Regions from separate parts of the Zea mays genome. Here region 2 is linked to region 1. The links are chromatin contacts, called in public Hi-C maps. All regions are on one chromosome and are shown on one strand. Each heading gives the region's core, a stretch centred on a gene start, on an enhancer-like site or on the middle of the called end of the contact. The rest is flanking DNA. Distances are from core to core; before and after follow the strand shown. Region 1 holds the start of LOC100284370 (gibberellin 2-beta-dioxygenase). Region 2 holds the start of LOC100277379.

Evidence for each region. Hi-C and Micro-C count contacts between places; a contact is called where the count stands out from the background.
Region 2: a contact with region 1 is called in a Hi-C map of ear, with 3 times the contacts expected there. The contact joins the promoter of LOC100277379 here to the promoter of LOC100284370 in region 1. A contact is called at or near these places in 2 of 25 Hi-C or Micro-C datasets (bundle sheath and ear).

What each region holds. Positions count from the first base shown.
Region 1 is chr8:24,717,031-24,720,696 of Zm-B73-REFERENCE-NAM-5.0, forward strand. It overlaps LOC100284370 (gibberellin 2-beta-dioxygenase), which reads right to left and starts at 2,086. Exons shown (of 3, transcript NM_001371985.1): 1 at 1,599-2,086; 2 at 710-1,055; 3 at 1-199. The coding sequence starts at 2,020.
Region 2 is chr8:25,172,563-25,176,228 of Zm-B73-REFERENCE-NAM-5.0, forward strand. LOC100277379 reads left to right here and starts at 2,107. Exons shown (of 2, transcript XM_008657550.4): 1 at 2,107-2,758; 2 at 2,874-3,186. The coding sequence starts at 2,646. The coding sequence ends at 3,111. It overlaps LOC100274451, which reads left to right. Exons shown (of 5, transcript NM_001148810.1): 5 at 410-836.

The DNA.
Region 1 (3,666 bases), core at 836-3,335:
TCCTGCACCCGCTGGTCTTGAACTCGCTCCAGGTGAAGTCCCGGTACCGGCTCCGGCCGCCGTCGCCCAGGAGCTGCGGCAGCGGGCCCAGCCTCTCGCCGGGCGGCGGGCCGCCGAAGAAGACCATGGACACCCGGGACTTCTCGCTGTTCACCACCACCCTGTGCCTCACGCTCCTGAACCTCCCGTTCGTCAACACCTGCATCATGCACGTTCAGGTCGATCGCGCGCACAGGCACAGGCACAGCGCTGCAGCATCAGTACGTACGTGTCGCGGGAACAAAGAATTATTAAGCTAGCATGTGCATGCAGACGCAGCAGCGTACGCCGCTTTAAACATTTGGCTGGCCGGCCCGTCTCTGAACAACGTACGAATGCTGTAGTACGTGGACGGCCAGGTACGTAGCAGACTAGCAGCTAGCGTTTCACGGGCATCACACTTGGGGCCTACTACCTAAGCATATGATCGTACGTGCATGCATGTGTACTCCGTTCGTACGTGCTAATCACGTACGTGTCGATCGTGAGCTCCATCGTGTTTGACGGATGCGGTTTGTTGTTGACTGATCGATCGAAAGATCTCAAGTACGGCTGGTGGCTGATTACTCATCATATATCGATCGAGATGCCTGGCTGACGATGGCACGTACGGTAAAAGAAAAGAATAATTAATACTGTGTGTAACAGTAAGCAGAGGCGGTATATATACCTGCAGGGTGTCGCCGACGTTGACGAAGAAGGCGTCCCCGTCGGGCGGGACGGAGGCCCAGGCGCCGTCCCGCAGCGCGATCTCCAGGCCGGAGGTGCCGTTGGCGCGGAGCACCGAGATGATCTGCGGGTCGGTGTGCTCGCCGAACCCCGTGAGGCTGGGGTTGAGCGCCGGCCGCGGCGGGTAGTGGTTCACCCGCAGCATGCAGTCGCTGTCCGCGCGCGCCACCAGCCGCGCCAGCACCGCGTCCCCGGCGCCGCCGGCGATGCCCAGCCCCTCCGCCATCAGCTCCAGCACCGCGCACGCCATCCGCCGCACCGCCACCGTGTACTCGTCCAGAAGGTCCCTGCGTCAGCGTGCGCGTGACACCGTACAGAAATGTTGTCAGGCAAACATGCATGGAAGCAGGCGGAAAGAAAAAAGATCACAAGGAACTCTTTCTTTTCCGTCTGGGTTTCTTCCTCTCTTTTTTCCTTCAAGAAAATGATGCCTCGAGGCTCGATCTAGCCAAGACGCAGATTGATATAGACGGGGACGGGCCACGGCCGGTGGGCCCGCTGCCACGACGGGCAGTCTCATCTTCCACCGTACAAATGTTCTTCCTTGTGTTACGAGCACGTGCGTATGCTTGGTGTTGTATTGCTCCACGTGACAGATTGCAAGCACGAGCAGAGAGCATGGAGCCAAGGAAAGGCAATGCAAATGGGTGCTATCTGCTATGTGTGTGCTGTGTGCATGTTTGTATGCAGGGCAGGCAAGCAGTCACGTATCAAAGGGAAACCAACAGGAGTCAGGACTCAGGAGGCAAGCGAAGCGAGATGCCGGTGCAACCTGCAACGCCGAGCGCCGGCACCGTTCTGCCCCGCTGCGAGTGGCGTCGACGACTCACCGTAACGGCCCGGCCGGCGCGGACGGCGACGGGGCGGCGGCGCAGGGCAATAATGCCGAGGAAGGCGCGGCGGCGGGTGTGCCACCGAGCAGGAGGTACTCGACCCAGCCGAGGTCGCCGTTGCCGCCGATGCGCTTGCTTCCGTACCCGAGCGTGGGGCCCTCCTCCTCCTTCTCGCCCTGCGGCCGCGCGAAGAACCCGGCCGCCGCGGCCTCCGCGGCGCGCACGAGTCTGGCCGGCACGCCGTGGCCCGTCACCCGGAAGAACCCGTGCTCCTCGCACGCCGCCACCAGCGCGCGCGCCGCGGCCTCGCGCGCGGGGCCCGCCGGGGCGGACAGGTCCACCGACCGCACGTCGGCCGGGGGCGGCTCTGCAGCCGGGAGGGCGATCTGCTCGAGCTCACCCTTGGCGAGGACCACCATGGCCGAGGAACGAAGCAGACTAGCAGAGGGAAGGGATGGGAAGAAGGTCGTCTGTGCACAGAGCGCGACAGCAAGAGTGCCGAGCGCGACAGCCTTTGTATAGACGCGGACGCGGGCGGAGCAGTGGCGCGCGGGGAAGTCCTCAGTCCTCACCGCAGCGTGGTGTGGTAATTCTGGCCGTACGATCAAGCATCGCTGGCCGAGATCACTGGCCGTACGTCTGATCTACAATGTAGAAACAGAAGTTAGTTACACGCAAGATGAACCATAACTTAGTTTGACAAGAGAATGTTTGCTATTGTTAACATTATGTCTAGATGGTACAACATTATTCTTTTTCATGAAACAACGTCTTCTTGAACATAGTTAAGTCTCTAAGGCTGTGTCTAAATGTCTAACAGATTTTATGTATACAGGGCCGTGCCGACAAAATCCGAGGCCCTGTACAGATTTTAAAATAAGACCTCTTTACTAGTCGAGGACGTTAGATATCGGTGAACAAAACATCGTAAAATTGCAGGTATGCGGGTTATGGCTAAACTCATTCCTCACGTCATGGAATAAAAGCATACGTACAGACATATTAATAAAGAATTAGAGATGTTTGAATGCATTAAAGCTAATAATTAATTGACTGAAAATTGCTAGCTAACAAATAGCTAGCTAACCATTAGTTAATTTACTAAAAGAGGTTAATAGCCGAGCTATTAGCTATATTGTTTGAATGTCTTTAGCTAATTTTAACAGCTAACTATTATCTCTATTGCATTCATACTAATTGGCAAAGTGATCCGACATTATATTAACATTTTTTCAATTTTAATGTGAAGACAAGGTGGAACCAAAACAACTTGTGTTTTTATATAGTACAAAAATAGACTATTATATAAATGTACTGTAAATTTACACATTTGGAGGCCCTAAATATTTAGGGGCCCTGTTCCGGTGCACAGCCCGCACCCGCACGTCCTCTGGCACGGGCCTGTATGTATATGGCAGTGGAAAATATTGTTTGAAATAGGAGATAAAATATGATAGAATAATATTATGTTTTCCTTTAGCAACATCTTGATTTCAGGAGCTCTCCCCCTTTGAAATAGGAGATAAAATCAGTGATCTATATAAAGAATAGGTTTTAACTCGTAGGGTCGATCGATAGTCTTTTAGCAATTCAATTAACATGATACCAAAGCTAAGGAAACATTTTTAGAATATCTCTACCATAACTTCCATTCCTTCTTCCTAGGAATGACAATTTAACTTGCAGCACCGACGGGTGCGGGTAAGTGTGAAGGTTTTGAATCGCGAGTACCCCGCACCTAATATGAAGTTTCGTGGATGTGGATACGAGTTTTTATTTTAACCCATCGGTGTCCCGCACTTGACCCAGAGTTTTGAAGGCGTGAGTACATGTTTCTATTTTAACCCGTGGGTGATCCACACCGATCCGAAATTTAGTTCATTCTTTATTATGTGCAAAAATGATTAAGATACAATAGAAAAATGTTTTGAATAAGTAACTTAGCTAATCATTCATGAAATGTTTTGTGGCTGCTCAACGTAACAAGGCTTAAAAAATCTATAGATATAACTCAATTATTACCGGTACTTAATTGTTTATAGCCGAATTATTGTTTAAAATTGTT
Region 2 (3,666 bases), core at 857-3,356, 460 kb after region 1:
GAATAAGTGCAGCAATTTTAGTCATTTAGTTTGTTATACATAATGGGATGTACATCTGAAGCCAAATGTAGCATATATAGATGTCTTGATTTGATACATTACCACAAGCTGCACTAAGTTTAAACTGTTTAAGTGACTGGTTTTTGTTCTATTTCCTAGTGTTATTGCAAGGCGCTTATGGCATACTTGTTCTTTTTTTTCCCCTATCATTTATACTCATTATTTTATGTATTTTTTTTTGTCCAGTGAGGTTGTTTCACTACTCGTTTTGCATAAAATTTTGTTTCTTTTAAAGCAAGTTTTTAGCGAATCATGGTACGGAATAAATAAACTGATTAAATTATAACTAGTTTCATGATCACACGATCATGAATGATGAATCTGACATGTAGAACTTCCTTCTGTGCAGATATTGATGGGGGCACTGGAAAGGACATAGCAACTTAGTTCAACTAAGGAAGGATTCTAGCGTGAAATTGTCGGGCGGCGACTGTTGTAAATTTTGGTCATATAGGAACTCTAACCCAGTGCCATGCTGTTTGTCGTTTTGTCCACACAAGTGGTTGTCCGATATAGCACATGCTCCGATTTCATTTGTACAACTACCCGCAGTTGTGTAGGGTGCCGTGTTTGCCTAGTCGTCGAGCTGCAAGTTACCTCACATTGGAATTGGATAGGAGGAGACCTGAAACCTGGGGCAGTGAAACAAGTGGCGAGGTGAAGACCAGGAACCTGGCGAGCCTCGCCCTGTTGTAAGATGGTACGATTGCTATAGCCGTGTAATTTTTTTTTGTTGAATCAGTTTTCATTTTTAGTAAAAGGTTTGCATTGCCATTGATCGTCCTCTCTTGTTGCCCCGCCTCTCCTAGTTGAGCTGCTCATGTGTTCTAACTTTGCAACTGCTAGTCCATCTGATCCCTTTACTTTGCGATCGCCCTGAGCTGCTGAGAGTGCAGCAGTACACCTTGCAGTTGCAACGGTGAAGGAGAAGCATCTGACAGTTTGAATGGTGGAGAAGCGTCTGACGGTTTGAATGATGATCCTTATATACATTTGTGCCACCTATTCTCCTATGTTTCAGTTTTACGTTCCACTTCTTCTATATTTCACGTCCTAAAAAAATTTAAGATGATTTTAGATAATACTCTTTGTGCAACTAAATAATACTCTTATCCCATAAAATAAGACGTGCATGTTTTTTTAAAAAAAGTCAACGTAACTTTGACTAACAATTCAACCAAAAATGCATATTTTTTAGTGTATGTATGTTATATACCTGAATTTGTATTAAAAATGCTTTAACATGATGCTCATTGTGTATTTAATGATGGCATATTTTCAAAAAAAAAAATGGTCAAAGTTCTGCTTTAAAGACCATGCAAAAAAATAAAGTATATTATTATTATTACTACTATGGTTATTTGTTATTTGATTTTATATTGTAATATATTAAATATTTGTCGTTGTTTGGTTATAGAAATAACCCTTAGTTCCTGTCGTGTGTTTTCCTCTCTACGCGCATGTAGCAAGTGTTTCCAACGGCTAGCGAAATAAAATATTAGGGTGCGTTTGGTTCAATGTACAAGGAGGGATGGAATGAGGCCGCCACATTTTCTATAGTGTTTGGTTGAGAGTCAAGCGGGGGCGAGGTGAACACTGGAGTGATTTTTGGGAGCGGCGTGATCCCAAAAAATCGAGGAGACGATGTCGCCCCCGATTCATCCTACTTTGACCTCAAACCAAACATATTATTAATAATTTGAACCATGGTCTCTAGCAAGACCTTCCTTTATATAACTCATATTGGTTTGTATAGTAGAGAGAAACTATATATTAAATATGAAAATAGTAGTGATGCACGAGCAACTAACTAGTTGTTGATTGTTTTTGTAAATCCATCCTAGATCAAGTTTTGTCTTATTCTTGATTTTGCCTAGTTTTTTTATTCTTGCAATCGAAAATCGAATTGCAACAAGTATTTTTTTTAAAAAATAAACATGTGTAATAACCTTGGTCCGAAACGAACTTAAAATTCTGAGTCAGGCCTCAGGCAGTCAGGCATCTTGTTGATTGCGAAATCATTGAGGTTGGTTGGACACCTGGACCTGGACGAGAAGAACTCAACGAGAACGTGGGAGGACAAGACAGGAGGAGGCAGCCGGCGGGCGGCGGCGGCCCACGGGCACGGGCGCCACGGCCAAACGCGTGCGCCATCAGTCAAACTCCGCCCACGGACTCCCGTGACGTGGCCGGCGAGTGCGTTGGGGCCTTGGGGGAGCTGGCCAACGGTTCCGTTGTCGCTCCATCGCTGCCGTCCGCCACGCCATCCCCGACGGAAACTGCCCTGCCGCGGCTGCCTCACTGTCTGCCAGACTGCCCACCCGGCCCCGTCTATCCCTTGGAAAGTCAGACGAGAAAGCGTGCTGGGCACCGCAAGGAAAGCGACCACGAAACCGCGCGCCTCCTGCCTCTCCATCTTCTCCATATATACTACCTATCGACCGTGTCCGGCGGGCCGGACCTCTTGTCGTCTTGGTGCGCGCGCTCGGTTTCCCTTCCTTTTTCCCTCGCGCGCGGCCAACCTAGAAAGCGACGGCGGAGCCGGAGAGGGAAGGGGAGGCGGGCCGGCTGGTCAAGGGCGGACGATGTGCTGCGGCGGCGACGGGGAGTGCCGGCCGCTCGGGTGGCTCCTGGGCCTGCCCTTCGCGCTGCTCGCCGTCCTCGTCTCCTTCGTCGGCGCCGTCATCTGGATCATCGGGTGCGTGGTTTCCTTCTTGTTCGATCTTGCTCCCCTTTATTTTCTTCTTCTCCCTTCTCCCGTTAAAGTAAGCAGATTAACTGATAGCTTCAGTCCGTTTGGTCCGTGCATCCAGGCTGCCCATCTCGTTTATGCCCCTGCTGCCTCTGCGTGACGGTGCTGCTGGAGGTGGCCGTGGAGCTCGTCAAGGCGCCGCTCCATGTCATGACCTGGTTTACCTCCAAGATCCCCTGCTAGCTGTCCCCTGCTTTCTGCTGTGCGGATCATACATACATCTTGCTTTAGCCGGAGAGGTTGCTGTACTGTACTGTACTGTTGTTTCGTTTCGTCGTCGCTTGGTCCGTTCGTCCTAGTGCTACTTTGGGTTTCTGCGATTGATTTTTCAGACTAGCTTGTTCTTGAATTGAATGCATGGACTTGTGCTGCCAGCGCCCTGGCTAGCTACGACGATCAGATCAGCCGGCAGCCCGGCACACTGACTTTGGTCACGGCTGCCTTCATGGCGTAGGTTTTTGCGTGTGTTCCGCAGGGAATCCGCATGAAAATCCGTCTGAAATTGCGAGCGGAGCGGTTCCAGAATCCAAACTTGCAAGTTCCGCCTCCGCCTCCGCCGGCTGGGGCGAAGATTCCGCCGAGTGGGCCTGGGGGTCGCTTGGGTAGTTTGGATTTAAGCGACTGCTCCGCACTAGGCCAAAAGGCTCAACTTTCCTTCTCGGCCCATGCCCATTCTAAACCGTACTACCTACTCCGCTCCTAGGAGATTCAGGGTTCAAAACTGTATATCGAACTATAAAGAATTATAGATGTATCTCATATGTGCGTCAAAAAAGAACAACACATACAATTACAAGCACATAGAGATAAATGTCATAAATATCATAAATGTACTTATTACATAGGCGTAAGTC